Regions from separate parts of the Mus musculus genome. Here all the other regions are linked to region 1. Evidence: chromatin contacts called from public Hi-C and HiChIP or PLAC-seq data. All regions are on one chromosome and are shown on one strand. Each heading gives the region's core, a stretch centred on a gene start, on an enhancer-like site or on the middle of the called end of the contact. The rest is flanking DNA. Distances are from core to core; before and after follow the strand shown.

Evidence for each region. Hi-C and Micro-C count contacts between places; a contact is called where the count stands out from the background. HiChIP or PLAC-seq counts read pairs in DNA pulled down with a chosen protein or histone mark.
Region 2: a contact with region 1 is called in a Hi-C map of CD8 T cells, with 1.8 times the contacts expected there. The contact joins the enhancer-like site here to the promoter of Cdk9 in region 1. A contact is called at or near these places in 2 of 484 Hi-C or Micro-C datasets (CD8 T cells and natural killer cells), 6 of 115 datasets of contacts at active chromatin or transcription factors (effector CD8 T cells, embryonic stem cells, microglia and 2 more) and 3 of 9 other capture datasets (adipose tissue, liver and pancreatic islet).
Region 3: an H3K27ac HiChIP or PLAC-seq map of embryonic stem cells shows a contact between it and region 1, with 5 read pairs. The contact joins the enhancer-like site here to the promoter of Cdk9 in region 1. A contact is called at or near these places in 3 of 484 Hi-C or Micro-C datasets (all in liver) and 5 of 115 datasets of contacts at active chromatin or transcription factors (the SCID.adh cell line, embryonic stem cells, microglia and 1 more).
Region 4: an H3K4me3 HiChIP or PLAC-seq map of bone marrow-derived macrophages shows a contact between it and region 1, with 2.7 times the contacts expected there. The contact joins the enhancer-like site here to the promoter of Cdk9 in region 1. A contact is called at or near these places in 1 of 39 promoter capture datasets (cranial neural crest), 1 of 484 Hi-C or Micro-C datasets (embryonic stem cells), 16 of 115 datasets of contacts at active chromatin or transcription factors (the HPC-7 cell line, the SCID.adh cell line, T-cell acute lymphoblastic leukemia and 9 more) and 3 of 9 other capture datasets (adipose tissue, liver and pancreatic islet).
Region 5: an H3K4me3 HiChIP or PLAC-seq map of embryonic stem cells shows a contact between it and region 1, with 36 read pairs. The contact joins the promoter of Pip5kl1 here to the promoter of Cdk9 in region 1. A contact is called at or near these places in 23 of 39 promoter capture datasets (the 3T3-L1 cell line, 3T3-L1-derived adipocytes, the C10 cell line and 16 more), 4 of 15 datasets of contacts at CTCF or cohesin (CD8 T cells, the NIH/3T3 cell line, embryonic stem cells and 1 more), 85 of 484 Hi-C or Micro-C datasets (the 63-12 cell line, the AML12 cell line, B cells and 52 more), 28 of 115 datasets of contacts at active chromatin or transcription factors (the 230-238 cell line, CD8 T cells, the HPC-7 cell line and 19 more) and 4 of 9 other capture datasets (adipose tissue, liver, macrophages and 1 more).

Annotation. Positions count from the first base shown.
Region 1 is chr2:32,711,256-32,714,141 of GRCm38.p6, reverse strand. Cdk9 (cyclin-dependent kinase 9 (CDC2-related kinase)) reads left to right here and starts at 1,358. Exons shown (of 7, transcript NM_130860.3): 1 at 1,358-1,577; 2 at 2,030-2,111. The coding sequence starts at 1,486. It overlaps Mir2861 (microRNA 2861), which reads left to right and starts at 1,254; the gene lies at 1,254-1,335. Mir3960 (microRNA 3960) reads left to right here and starts at 1,170; the gene lies at 1,170-1,242. It overlaps Gm33457 (a long non-coding RNA gene), which reads right to left and starts at 832. Exons shown (of 2, transcript XR_001783272.2): 1 at 1-832.
Region 2 is chr2:32,494,022-32,496,907 of GRCm38.p6, reverse strand. No RefSeq gene overlaps it. Among named protein-coding and RNA genes, the nearest start is that of Fam102a, 40 kb to the left of the region's middle. Within about 2 kb of position 1,422, at least 108 of the 459 cell types and tissues checked have an H3K27ac peak or open chromatin away from gene starts, as enhancers often do. A contact at or near this core is called in CD8 T cells, adipose tissue, effector CD8 T cells and 3 more, where this site is marked.
Region 3 is chr2:32,512,953-32,515,838 of GRCm38.p6, reverse strand. No RefSeq gene overlaps it. Among named protein-coding and RNA genes, the nearest start is that of Fam102a, 21 kb to the left of the region's middle. Within about 2 kb of position 1,373, at least 63 of the 459 cell types and tissues checked have an H3K27ac peak or open chromatin away from gene starts, as enhancers often do. A contact at or near this core is called in the SCID.adh cell line and embryonic stem cells, where this site is marked.
Region 4 is chr2:32,895,325-32,898,210 of GRCm38.p6, reverse strand. The region is part of intron 1 of Niban2 (niban apoptosis regulator 2); the gene reads right to left. Among named protein-coding and RNA genes, the nearest start is that of Gm13523, 14 kb to the right of the region's middle. Within about 2 kb of position 1,535, at least 156 of the 459 cell types and tissues checked have an H3K27ac peak or open chromatin away from gene starts, as enhancers often do. A contact at or near this core is called in adipose tissue, bone marrow-derived dendritic cells, bone marrow-derived macrophages and 2 more, where this site is marked.
Region 5 is chr2:32,574,259-32,577,144 of GRCm38.p6, reverse strand. It overlaps Pip5kl1 (phosphatidylinositol-4-phosphate 5-kinase-like 1), which reads right to left and starts at 1,427. Exons shown (of 10, transcript NM_198191.3): 1 at 1,251-1,427; 2 at 294-494. The coding sequence starts at 1,280. It also overlaps 9430097D07Rik.

The DNA of each region.
Region 1 (2,886 bases), core at 109-2,608:
CTGAAGACAGGAGGGATTGGGAAACTGAAACAGAAGGGAGCTTGTAGGACCACAGACCAGGAGGTAAACGCTGGAAAAATCGGCCATGATCAGCTCAGAATTTCAAGACAGTAGAGGAAGACAGAACAGACTTCAGACTCTCCTCTCTGTCTCTCTGTGTTATTGTTGTTTTTCCTGGCTGTCCTGGAACTGGCTCTGTAGACCAGGCTGGCCTGGAACTCAGAAATCCATCTGCCTCTGCCAAGTGCTGGGATTAAAGGCGTGCGCCATCAAGGCCCGGCTCACGCCCATTTCAAAAGCATCAGGAGTGCCGGCTCAATGTTAACAGTTTTGGGGATGATTGACTCTGGACAGACCAGCTTTGGCGCGGCTCTGTGAAGGAAGGTTGTAGTAGATCCATCCTGACAACACAAGATCCAAGGGTTTAGGCCTGAGCGTTGATCGCTCACCGCCCACAGTGTCGCCGCGCCCCCTGGCGGCCGTCAGTTGCCATGTCAACGGCGGGTGGCTGAGACGACGGAGGCGGCAGCGGGGGCAGTTCTCTCTTCCCCTGGCCTCAAGGCCGCTCCCACGGCACCTCCTGCCTTCGCCTCACCGGGAGCACACTCCCGGTCCTGGAAGAAGGGCCATTCTGTAGCAGCTGGCATTCGGGGGATAAACTGAGGCACGCAGGAGGGAGCCGCAGGCAGGTGTCTAGTGCGGAGCCCCACCTCCAAAGGCAGAGGAGGGGCTGCGAGCAGTGACGCGCCGAGGGCGGACGCTGGACTGGGAGCGGGAGGGCGGGAGGCGGCGGCGGCAGGTGCGGCTGCGAAGGGTGGGAGGAGGAGGGAGGGGGTGGGCGGAGGGGGAGGGGAGGCCAGGACGGGCACCTCCCCCTTTATAACGCGCCCCCTCCCGGGCTTTCGGGCCGCCTCCTCGTCTGCTCTGCCTATCTCGCCCCCTTGCCCTGCCGCCCCGGGCCGGGCTTGGCCAGGGAGCCTCCGCCCCCAGGCCTTCCCCCCACCACCACCCGCCGCCCCGCGCAGCCCGGCGGAGGCGGCGCCGTCGGAGGAGGAGGAGCAGGGCACTGCGGCTGGCCCCGGATCGGGAGCCAGAGCGGCAGCAGCTTCGGCAGCAGCACGGCCCGGGCCAATGCAGCGGGACGCACCGCCGCGAGCCCCAGCCCCAGCGCCACGGCTTCCTGCGCCCCCGATCGGGGCCGCCAACAGCGCTGGCGGCGGCGGCGGAGGCGGGGGCAGTGGCGGCGGCGGAGGCTCCTCTGCAGCTCCGGCTCCCCCTGGCCTCCCGGGAACTACAAGTCCCAGGGGGCCTGGCGGCGGGCGGAGACCGGAAGAGGCGGGCTCGGCACCTCGAGGCCGGAAGTGGCCGTGGAGGCGGAAGTGGCGCGGCCGCGGAGGGGCCTGGAGTGTGGCGGGACCGGGAGCGGCGGGAGCTGCGGCTGGGGGCGGCGGCGGCGGCGGCGGCGGAGGCGCGCTGGAGGTGGCCATGGCCAAGCAGTACGACTCGGTGGAATGCCCGTTCTGCGATGAGGTCACCAAGTACGAGAAACTTGCCAAGATCGGCCAAGGCACATTCGGGTAAGATTAGGCCGCGTGGGACCGCGAGCCCGGGACCTGCACTTTCCAGGGCCGACGTCGGGTCGCCCAGAGCCCGGGCCGAGGTGGTCCGGAAGCTTCTGTTTTCGTGGCTGTTGCCCGGTCTTGCTCGGCCGCGGCGCAGACGTTCCCGGCCCAACCGAGCCGACTGGCGGGGAGGAGCCTGGGGCCCGTGATGGGGGTTGGGTAGGGTTGCTGAGAGCCACTCCGAATGTGAGCGGCCACCTCTAGGGGAGGAGTAGGGGCTGAGTAGGAGTAAGCAGAGGCCGGGAGGAGGACGGAAGACACGCGGTGTGGAATGACCGCGTCCCGGATCCGAGGCCGCACCCCGCCCGCCGTGGGTCTGGGCTCCTGCTGCTCCCCTTCGCGCGGGGGAGGGGCACTCCCTGCGGAAATGCCTTATGGGTCCCTTGGGTCTTTCTCTGTGCCTGCAGGGAAGTCTTTAAAGCCAAGCACCGTCAGACGGGCCAGAAGGTGGCTCTGAAGAAAGTGTTGATGGAGAATGAGAAGGAGGGGGTGAGTATATGGACCACTGGGCCGACCTTCTTCTAACCTGGCTGGGTTTCCACACCGCTACTTCAAAGGGTTTTGTGCTGAGATTCGACCTAGTGTTTTTCGGTTTTCCATGGAACAAGGAATTTGGCTTTCCATTTACACTGTTGAGCTTTAGTGGCAGAGTTCTGTGGGAGCCACGGGAGGGAGCCTGTGCTTTTCCCATGGAGTGCAGGTTGACTCTAGAAAACTTTCAGCTTAGCTTGGCGTTGAATTTTGTTTTGTATGAAGAGACCATTTGTGCACAAGCCGTTTAAAAGGCCGCTGAGCTTAAGGTGATGTTCTGAAAGGTGTTGTTTCCATCAGCCTCAGCAGCATTGCCTTTGTAAGGAAAATGCTGTTTGTCTTACTTTGCGTCTATAGGGTCTTCTGTTTTCTGGCATGTCTGTGTACAGCACTATTCTCCAGTACCTGGGTACCTGAGGAAGCCAGAAAGGTGTGCCAGGTTGCCTTGGATCATTTGGGACAAAAGATCCACTGTGTGGGTGCTGGGAATTGAACCTGGGTCCTGGGGGAGGATAGCCAGTGCTGTGGTGTGTGTGTTTCCCTGAAACAGGGACTCTATGTTTTGTTTGACACAAAATCTCTCTGTAGCCCCAACTGTCCTGGAACTCACTGTTTGGTCCAGGCTGTTCTCAGACTCACAGAGGATCAACTGCCTGTGTTTCCTGACTGCTGGAAATAAAGGGCTGGACTGCCACACGTGACCATAGCCAGTTTCCTTAACCATTCAACTATC
Region 2 (2,886 bases), core at 173-2,672, 220 kb after region 1:
TGGGTTATTGTTTAAAGCGCTTGCTGTGCAAGCCTGAAGACCAGAGTTCAAATCCCCAGAGCCCACGTTAAATGCTGAGTGAGCGTAGCAGCACACCAGTGACTTCAGCCTTGGAAGGCAGAGACAGGGGTTCTCCAAAGCAAGCTGGCTAGTGAAGACAGCCTAGAGCCAGCTCTGGGTTTGATGGAGTGACCCTGTCTTAGTGAATGGCATGGGAGATCAACCTCAAGCCTCCACATGCATGGCTATATGTGTGCCTACATACATGCAGTGTGCCTATTAACACATGCACACCAGCACACACACATAAAATGAGAAAGAAAACTTAGCTGCTTAGAGCTACAGGTATTTGTTGTTTCTGTTTCTTGGGAGTGGGGGAGGGGGAGATGTGGGAGAGCTTTGAGCGTGGTCTGTGGTCTGACCTGGGTGTTTCATGCTGCAGTGGCTGCTCTGAGTCTTCTGAAGGGGTGGGAACCACTGGGGGACACGGTGGAACCTTGGGCTCTTACTTGCTATCTCTGTCATTGTGACATGACTTTTGCTTCCCCCAGCACGGGCTCTAAGGGAGCCTGACCAGAAGTGACCTGCCTGTCCCCACAGGCTCCACCCAGCTCGGTTGCACTGCACAGACTTGCTAAGCCACGGGGCTGGAAGTCTTGGGTCATCTGGGATACTAGAATCAGGCTCAATCAGGCTCCCTTGGCTAATGGCTGACACACCTGGAAAAGCATCCCTAAGCCAGCCATGTGACTATTCCCGTTTCTCTCCTTGCACACCTATAGATAGTAGGTGTTCTGTTGGACAAACTGCCCCTGGCAGAGCAGACACACTAGCCCACCGCCCTCTCACCTTTTCAGTAACGCCCACAGGACCATTGTGCCCACTTGGCGGGCAGAGGGTGGCAACCTCAGGAGCCGCCTCCCAGAGTCGCCACCACCACCACCACCACCACCACCACCACCACCACCACCACCACCACCACCACCTTTGGTATTCTGAGCATCCTGGGGGATAATGTGGACGGCTAGTTTGTTGTTGTTTGAAACAGGGTCTCACTATGTAATCCTGGCTGGCCCGGAAATCACAGGGGTTCACCTCCCTTTGTTTCCTGAGTTCTGGGGTTTAAAGCTTGAGCCGCCATGATAGATAAGGTATGAACTGTCTACACCAGCTTCCTTAATGAGACAGAGACCCACAAAGCCGAGCATGGAGAGTCTGCCGACTGCAGGGATACCTCACAACTGGTCTGCCTTAGGTATATGAAGTGGGTGAGCATGCGCACGCACGTGCGCGCGCACGTTTCATTCTTCTCCAGCTGCTCAGCGGAGGAAACCAAGGCATCGAGGCAGGAGGTGCAGAGCCCCACAGACGTCACAGGACATCGTGGGGCTGGGGCTGTAGGCAGGCTGGAGCTTGCTGGGGTTTTGTGACAGGGAAGGAGGAGAGAGGAAGGAAAGAGGGGGTGGGGCGTCACAGAAGAGATCAGTTCCCCGGTGTCCCGTTATCACAAATTCATCTCTGAGGCAGCACTACAAACAGGATGTGGGTTTATTTTGAGGGCCTGTTGCCCCAAATTGATAAATGCCATTTAACACGTAGACACCATGGGAGAGGCAGTGGGACTTACTGGGTAGTTTAGCCGGGCTCCTAGCTCTGTGACTGGAGAAGTATGGATTGACAGCTCTGGACTCTGAATAAAGGTCATTAGGACTGGCGAGAACGGTGGCAAGAGCCTTTGCACATTGGAGGAGCTCATAGCTCGTCTCTGTGCAGGAGCCCCGCCATCTTCATCCTGCTCCTGTAGCGTTTAATATCTATCCACCCCTCCCCCGGCAGTCCAAAAAGAGAGATCCTGATATGTTCACAGTTTCCCTCAGGCCCTCGTATCCCCAGCATGTCCCCCCATGCTGGTGACCCAACTTTTAGCGCAGAAGAACCTTGTGACACAGGTTGGCTGAGTCCCTGCCAGGTTGCTTGCATGCATGGAGAAGCAAGGGCTCTGCCCTGTCTCCACCCCAGGGTCACCTTCCAGGGATTGTCCTGGCCCTGTGGCTATTAGCCACTTGGATGTGGGAGTCACAGCCCAAGCTCTCTGTGTGACATCCACAGAAGATTACTGGAGCCCACTGGAGCCCACTGAGCCTTAAGGCCAAGGGATGGGATATGGCTTCTTTCAAGCCAGTCAAAGCAGCAGCCTGCTGCTCAGGAGTCAGACCACCCCTGGGGTCTGAGGACTGTCTATCACTTGCTGGCTGGGTGAGATTCAGGAAGTTAACATCTCTGAGCCCATTTCCCCAAACCAAGAGCTAAACTCATGATAAGGAAGGACTGCTTAGAAACCGAATGGCACCTTTAATCCCAGCACTCGGGAGGTAGAGGCCCAAGAACCTCTGAGAGTTGGAAGCCAGCCTGGGCTACAAAGTGAGTTCCAGGACAGCTGGGATGTTACACAGAGAAACCCTGTCTTAAAAAGAAAAAAAGCTAAATATCAACAAAAGAACTCCATTTATACTCCAGTTCTTGTTGTTTGTTTGTTTGTTTGTTTTATTTGTTTTTGACAGGGTCTCACGTAGCCCAGGTTGACATGGAAATAGGTATATAATGGAGGTGGCTGCTCTTGAATTCCTGAATTTTGGATTACAGATATGGTCCACCATCCCTGCTTTCACGGTGCCTTTCAAATTTCTCTCCTATCAGAAGAATGCCACTCTTCAAGGAGCGTAAGATGGCTCCAAGAATAAGGTGCCCCTTTCCTATGTACCAACAAGAGAGGACACTGGCAGGCTGGGGAGGTGACTCATTCTGTAAGGTGCCTGTCGCACAAGCAAAAAGACCTGAATTTGATTCCAGAATTCACATAAAAAGTCAAGCATGGTGGGGTTTGTG
Region 3 (2,886 bases), core at 124-2,623, 200 kb after region 1:
GGTAGGGTTTCTCTGTATAACCTTGACTGTCCTGGAACTTGGTCTGTAGACCAAGCTGGCCTCAAACTCACAAAGTTCCTCACGTCTCTGCCTCCTAAGTCCTGGGATTAAATCCTGTGCCTCTGTGGCAGGTTTTAATTTTTTTTAATAAAAAAATAATGCTACACTGTGCAGTGGTGGCAGGTGTCTTTAATTCCAACACTCTGAGGAAGAGGCAGGAGGATCTCTAAGTTCAAGGCCTACCTGGTCTACAGAGTGAATTCCACGACAGCCAGGACTACATAGAGTGACCCTGTCTTGAAACAAACAAACAAACAAACAAGCACACACACACAAAACCAGAAAAGCAAAAACAAAAGCTAGTGGTTGGGTGATAGTCCCCTGAGCTCCCTGCCCTGGGGCTTGTCTGACAGCATCCTCCAGCGTGGGAACTGTTTAGCTGGTAGAAAGTAATATTTTTATGTTTATTTATGCAAACATGTACCATATGGGTGTGAGATCCCCGGGAACTGGACTTACAGACAAACAGTCGTGGGTGATGGGAACCAGAACCTCTGTAAGAGCAGCCAATGCTCTTAACTACTAAGCCATTGCTCCAGCCCCTTTCGACCGACAGGCTTTACTCTGTAGCCCAGGCTAGCCTGGAACTCACAGCAACCTTTCTAGCTCAGCATCCCCAGTGCTGGGATTACAAGCATGAGTCGCCAATCCGTGTGTGTACAACTCACCAGGAGTGGACACGAGTCCAAGGAAGCAGAGAAGAAAGCAGGCCGTCATTGGTCTGAGACTTCAACTGGCTTTCTAGGTACTTTTTGCTCCTCTAGGGCCCCCTGCCCTTATGTCTCCCCCTCCCCACTCTTTGTAGGGAAGAATTGCCCCTGACTGGATGGCAGAGGACAGTTGCAGGTATCAATCCTCAGGCAACTTTTATGGGGGGGGGGGGGGCGTCTCTCACCTGCCTGGAACTTTGCCACGTAAGCCAGGCAAGCTGTCTCAATTCTATTTCCATCTCCCTCTGCAGCTGGAATTTGCCTGGCTATTCCACCATGCACTGCTTTTTACTTGCGTTCTGGGGATCTGAACTGCAGTGTTCACTTTTGCAAGCACTTCAGTGACTGAGCCAGCTAGCCAGCCCCAGAGGAAGCTAAGTGTAGGAGGGGCCATCTGTCCCAAGGCAAACCTATGCATTTTCCACTACCTGGGCCTGCCTCTGCAGAGGAAACATCTCTGGCCCTGGGGCCGCCAGCACACCAGGGCGGGCACCAGTGATTTACTGATGTTCCGAGCCTGACCCTGTGCCTTCCGGGAAGCATCTGTGGCTTCTCCTGTCACTGCCACAGAGAGCCTGGGACAAGCTCTGCCAGCCAGCACAGGAAGCCCTTCAGTCTGTGTCATCTCCCGTCCCCGGCAGACAGGAGCCTCTATGAGGTCAGCAGGGACAGGCTCCACTCAGAGCCTCCTTTTTTTTTCTCTTGCAAAATAGAAATTGCTTTCTTTATTATACATATAAGTGCAGACGGGTGGGGTTTGTCCTTAAAAAAAATTGTTATGCAGAAGCAGGAAGGTTGAAAGAAAAAAGCCTCCTTACCTCTGATCCCATTTCCCAGAAAACACACAAGCACGCTCAGTCCTACCCCAGAAACGAAGTTGAACTGTACACGGTGTGAGACTCGAGATGTTTGAAGAGATAGGTCTCACTTTGTACCTCAAAGTGGCTAGGAACTCATTATGTGGCCCAAGGTGATTTCTAATTTGCTAAGGAAGCTGCCTCAGACTTCCGAATCTCAGGATTATAGATATAAACACCTCAGCTTTCATTTTGTTCTGTTTTATTTTTGAGACAGTTTCCTGTGTAATCAGGGTTGGCCCTGAACTCACCACAGTCTTTCTGCCTCAGTTTCCCAAGTCGGCATCTAATTTTCTAATTATTATTATTATTATTATCATTATTATCATTATTATTTTGGCTTTTTGAAGACAGGGTTTCTCTGTGTAACCCTGGCTGTCCTGGAACTCACTCTGTAGACCAGGCTGGCTTCGAACTCAGAGATCTGCCTGCCTCTGCCTCCCATGGGCTGGGATTAAAGGCATATGCCAGCACTGCCATGCTGGGCTCAAACTAGTTTTATTTTGTTTTGTTTTTAAAATATTTTATTTACTTTTGTGGGTATGACTGTTTTGCCTGTATGTGCTGGGAACTGAGCCCCGACCACCTGCAAGAACAGGGAGAAGCAAGCCATCTCTGAAGTGCCCAAAATAGTTTTAATAACTGCACAGTTTTTATTTAAAACTATTTTTTCCTTTTAACTTTTGCTGATATGCACTTCTTTAAACCCGGCACTTTAATCCCAGAGGCAGGAGAATCTCTGTGAGACTAGGCCAAGCAGGGTTACAAAGACAGACCCTGTCTCAAAAATAAATAAAAGCTCCCAGGGCAGCAGTGGGACACACCTTTAATCTCAGCAATCAGGAGGCAGAGGCTTGTGGGTATTTGAGTTCAAGGCCAGCCTGATTAAGAGCCAGTTGACTAGGACAGTCAAAATTTACAGAGAAACAGAGAAACCCTTTCTTAAAAAAACAACAAACCTCTCTCTCTCTCTCTCTCTCTCTCTCTGTACACGTACTCTCAGGAGCACTTGTTTTAGGGTGTGTGTGTGTGTGTGTGTGTGTGTGTGTGTGTGTGTGTGTGTAGATCAGAGAACAACTTTCAGGAGTTAGTTCTCTTTTCATGGCATTGGTCCATGGGTTCCAACTCAAGTCGGCAAGCTTTAAGGCAAACACCTTTTACCATCCGGTCAGCCCCCAATAATTTCCTGACATGATTTTCGCAACTTTATGACCCCCACCAGGAGCAGTGCAGTTCTAGGGACTGCGTCCTTCCTAGGA
Region 4 (2,886 bases), core at 286-2,785, 180 kb before region 1:
AGTCAGGAAGAGAAAGTGTGACAGTCACCCTGGTCCAGAAGGGAGCTGCTCCAGAGAGCAGAGGCTGATGCAGACCCCTTGGTGAATTGATCCAGAAGGAGGGGTGTCCTCGGCAGTGGGCCCCAGCTTCTGGGCCCACCATCAGAACTGTGAGCTGACTTAGGCCAGCTCACCTCAGCTCAGCCTGCACCACCTGCCATTGCCCCCAGCCGGGTCACTACCTGCCTCAGCCTCCAACTTACTCCTGACTCCCTCTGGCCCTTCCCATACCAGGAGAAGGAGGGAGCTGCCTGGTCCTCCACTGCTCACAAACGTCCTAAGGCTCCTTCTGCCCTTGGGGTAAAGGTATGGCTCCTATTATAACCACAGTACCGAAGCTGATCCTTCAGCCCCACCCCATCCCATCCCCCATTCTCTTCCTTTGGAAATCCCCAGGCTGGGTGGGTGCTCCCCACTTATCTACACCGTGTGAGAACTCTCTCACAAGCTCCACGCCCACCCTAGACTCCTCACACTGAAAGGCCAGCATAGAAGCTGGGACCTCGGAGGCTCCCGAGGATGAAGAAACATCCAACACAGATCTTCTTTGTTGGGAAAGTGGATGTCACACGAGCTTTCTCTCCCTTCTCACCGCAGGTGTCCTGAAGAGACCTGCTGGGTTAACCCTCTTTCCTGAAGATCAGGAATTAACAAAGAAAACCCCCTTCCTCTGAACACAGCTCCAAGGTGTGCCTGTGAATGTGCTTGCTGTGGGCTGGGGACACCAAGTGTGCCAAGACTACGGTTCACGCGTAAATGACAAGGATGTTTGGATAGAGACTCTGCCATCTCACTGAGGACAGACCACTGTCTCACTGAGGACAGACTGTGAGAGATGTATAGAGCACAAGGCTAGGGACACAGTATAGTGGCTAGTGGTGAGCATATTCCTATTGTGCACGAGGACTGGGTTCAATTCCCAGAACTACAAATGGCAAACCTTTTTTTTTTTTTATTTAGACACAGGTGGAGAGGCACCAGGATGGCTGGGGACCTAGCATTTCTCATGTAGGTCACAGAAGAGCAGAGCAAGTCCTGACCTAGCAGAGCCCAGAAGCTTCTAGAAGCATTGCCGCCACTGGAGAGACAGAAGCTGGGAGATCAGAGACTTGTCCGCCAGGCCAACAGGCCCTGGACTCTAAGGACTGTGGAAATGTCCAGAAGATCAGGTGACTTGCTTTGTTAAGGATGAGTTGGCCTTCAACAGCCCCAGGAGAGCGTAGATTCCCCATCTGCAATGACACAGCTCCTACCCCACGTCCTGACATGCTGCAGTTCACGAGCGGATAGCAATGAATGGAATCCAAGGCTGAGGTTCTCAGTCCCCTTGCCCTTCCCAGCCCCTGCCCTGGCTGGGTCCGACTGATACCAAGTGTACCCCCACTCTGCACTCTCTCCTATGAAGCACCCTTTGGCAGAACACCCTTTCTCAACTCCCAGGCTTAGAATCTTAGTCAGCCTGCCTTGCCCTGCTCCCCACCACAAGGCTCTCTGGTTCTCCATTTGCATCTAATTATAATCATCACAGCATGAGCTAATGCATGCCACAGTTGCCCAGAGCCAGCACTGAGGCGGTTTTCTGAAGCACTTTAGCTGAGAATCAGAGAATAGTCACGATGACTTTATTTAACCCCCACCAGGACAAACCGACAAACCCATTCTCTGGATGAGGGATCCACAGCTCAGAGATATTCAGTGACTTGCCCAGCATTACATAAGAGAGCAAACCAGGCATGACATCACAGCCCCCTGCTACCCCAAACGGGAATGAAGAACTCTGAGAGAGAGGGGTCCTATTTTAGTGGTTAAGGTATCTAGTGGGCTGTACCAACTGAATCCTGAGCTGCCACATCCCCTTGTTAACAGGCCATTGGCACTTTGGGAAGGTCCCTCCTGGACCCAGGAGAGCTGACCGTGGATAGATGGGGACTGAGGCCCGGAGACTAGGAAGCAGGTCTCCAGGTTTTCTCCACACTGGCTCCCCAGGATCCAAGCCTAGCCTTGCCTTCTCTCCCTGATCCATTAAACAGGCGTGTAAACAATGGCCCCCAGGGGGAGAGGTTATCTAGTTCCAGATGCCAAGAAGGCCACCTGCAAAGGACTCTGAAGGCCCAGGAGGGCTGGGTCTCCTTATCCAAAGACAGATTTGGGAGTAGTCACCCAGGACTTCGCACAAAGCCGCCTTGCAAACTTCTCAGTTAGCAAATATTTAACCAGAACTCAGCAACAACAGGTCTCATGAAGGCTAACAGCTGAGCCGGGAGGGCCTAAGGGGTGGAGAGGGCAGCCAGGGTGGAGACTGGGGAAATGTCTGGGGGTGGGGCAGGGGAGCACCTGGGACTTCTCTTCACATCCTCCACTTCTGTTGGGAAACTCAGTTCCCATCTGGACACAAACAGGAGAAACAAAGGCCTTCTCATCCCGCCCCAGCCCCGCCCACTTGCCTGGCATCAGCTCTGTGCCCGCAGCCTCCAGCTGGCAGCCTGTTCTAGGAGGGCAGGATGAGGACGCCCCTGCGTTTGGGGGAGCAGACAGAAAAAGGAGGCCCAGGCCTCCAGCAGCAGCATCCACCCACAGCAGGACAGCCTACCCCCCCCACCCCACCCCGCCCCCCGGCCCGCCACAGGACTAGCATCATGCCCACCCTCCAAGCTCTCTGAGTCTCCAGGGCTGGGCCCTAGGAATCTAATGAAGAAGACTGACTGTCAATGAGAAACCATAATGGTGCTGGAGAGCTGGCCCAACGGTTAAGGGCATGTGCTGGTTTTGCAGAGGACCTGGGTTCTGTTCCCAGAAACCACAATGGTGCACACAAGTGGCCAGAACTCTAATTCCAGGAGCTCAGAC
Region 5 (2,886 bases), core at 178-2,677, 140 kb after region 1:
GGGGGTCCCTTCTTAACCATTCAAGCTGGTAGGGCCCAGGGGCTTCACCCATTATACAGATAGGGGTACTTGAGGCCCAGAGAGACAGAGGCCATACATCCACCACTTTAAGCAGGGTGTCCCTCAGACCTCCTGGACTTCTCTTCCAGCTTTTCAACTCAGAATTTCTGCTTCCTGACACAAATCCCTGCCTTCCTCTTCTTGGTAGGCCTCTCTGATTACCAGTGTCAACCTTTTAGTGAGATAGACTGCCAGCTAGGTTTGAGGTGTCTGAGACAGGATGGGCCATTCACCGTGGGTGGGTTGTTCTTGGAGACCTGGGTGGCAGCCCACAGCCCTTCCTGCATCATTCGTGTCATTCTATGCAGCTCATGTCCTGGACCGACCTCAAACAGGCCAACTCTAGACTGCCTGGCTCGGAGGTGCCAAAGAAGGCCGCGGCGGCTCCCTGAGGAAATGGACTTGTTTCCAGCCTCCTGGGAGTGGGCCGGGATCTGATGGGAAGAGGCACAAGAAACAAAGAGCATGTGGCAGTATTTCAGAAGGGAAATGCATGGGTTCAAATCCTACTTCCACCGATTAGGGATCTTCTGCTTATCTTTCTCTGCTTCACCTTCCCTGACCATAAAATACAGGGCTAACACTATAGCTATAGTCCCAGTGTTTGAGGGGCCAAAACCACCTGCAAATGGTATGCAAATGGAGTGGGAACAGCCTTCTGCTGTCAATCCCAGGTGCATCTGATGACTCCCAGAGGCTGCATGACCTTAGGTCAGACCCAGCCTTATTATCTCCTCTGTTACATGTTAGCTGCTACTGTTGCGTCTGAGCTGCCTTCACAAGAAGCCTTGCTAGCAGGCGCTGGGATGCTGGGAGATTCAGTCTTCCCTGTTTCCTCTTCTATGCTGTGCTTCTCTGTGCTAGCAAGAAGGACCAGGTCAAATGGAAGCTGAAGTCATACCAGCTCACCCATTCCTACTGGAGACCCATCCTGTGTACAAAGCTGAGCGCTTGAGGTCCTTATGGAGCCTTACGGAATTTATCTCATCATCCAAATTTTCCTGATGAGGAAACTGAGGAAGACCTCCGGGGGACACCCACCAGATCGCTACCCCCTTTCATACCTCCGTGGGGCGTGTCTTGATCTTCCCAGAGCAGAGACGGGGCGGGGGGGTGTTCAAGCCTCTGGCCAAGGTAATGGCCAGACTTTCACCCTTCCCTTTCTTGTCCCCTCTCTGGTCCGCACCTACCTCGTGGGACCTAAGGCTTGGTGTGGCCATCGCCCCCAGGTGCCGCTTCTCTGGCTTTGGCGGTGTCTCGGAGGCCCAGATGCAGGAATCAGGCCCCGCCTCTGCATGGCGAACGACCAATCGCGACGCTCTTGTTACCACTGTGCCCAATCTTCGAAAGGGGCGCTTGCCTTTGCCTGCCGGTTCCACCTCCACGGATGCAGCATACTCAGAACTCTGATCCTGGCCCTTCAGAGCTGCCTGGCTGAGGTGTTGGTGGAAAGGCCTTGTCACGGTTGCACGAGGGGGACGATGACCTTGGCCTGCGGGTCCCCCCTCCGAGGATGTAGGATCCTCTGCATCCTGATCGTGGTCGGACCGAGCCTCCTGGCGATGGCTGAGGTGCCTGAGAAAATGCCTTCTTGTTGCGGTTGCACGCTTTGCACGGAATCTGCGAGGGGGGCGCTGGCCTTTGCCCTTGGGTCCCCCCTCCGAGGACGCAGCATCCTCTGAATCCCGGTTCTGGCTGGGCGAGGTCGCCGGGTTTTGGTGGAGGTGCCGGAGAAATGATTCTCCTCTCAATTTCCTCCCGAACTGTGGACGTACGTCTCTAGGACTGGCTGTGGAGTCAGGTAGCTTAAATCGTGTTTCTTGGGTCTTTTTAGGCATGAAATTCCCATTGGCTGTCTCTCAGGTAAAGAAGCTAAAAGCAGAGAAAGAAGTGACCATCTCCAGGTGGTACAGAAGTCAGAGCATCCTTCCGTGTGATTGAAGCGCCCACTGGAGGCCACAGCGGGAACAGACACCAGAAATTTTTTGGTGAGCTAGCTAGAGGGACACAACATAATCTTTTAAAAGCATAGATGGGATGATGTCACCCTTATACTTTAAGTATTCAGTGACGTCTCTTGGCGGTGGAACAGAATTCAAACTCCTCACCATGGCATGAGTCACCACTCTCTTGACTCACTCCAAACACCCTCCTTGCCCTCAACCCAAGCTGCAAACTTCCACCCCCAGGGTTTCCCGTTCCTGGGCTCCCAAGTATCAGTCCTGTCTGGACTTTTTACTTGCCTTGATCCTTCGGACCACCTTTCAGGACTCTATGCACTTCTTCCATACACTGGATCATGGCCTTTATTCCCATCACCCTTGGCATGAGCAGAGATTGTCTTGCTCATGGATTGGTTTATTACATCAAACCTCCTGAATTGGGAGTGCCACCAGAGTGGGGACTACATGGACCTCACATGCCCAGTGCCCAGCACAAACTTGGGAACTGTGTGGATTGGAATGATGTAGGGGGTGGGAGCGCGGAGCCCCAAGAGACCACAGTGGCTGTAGTAATGATAGTCCCTAGCACGCAGAGCCTTGGGACAGTGGGAGGAATAACCCAGAGAACTAGAAACGAGCAGAAGATGCTTAGATATGCTGGCTTAAGAAGGTCTATTCATCTTTACAATTATACATATACACGTCTGGGCACATATGTGTGTGGATGCCAGTGGCACCCAGAAGTGTCCTCTGGTGCCAGAGTTGTGGGTGGTGGTCACTTAATTCGACCTCTGACTGAACTCTGGCCCTCTGAAATAGCTGCTGAGACATCTCTCCAGGTCCATATGTCTTTTTTCTTCATGTTTGTGTTCCTCTGTGTAGA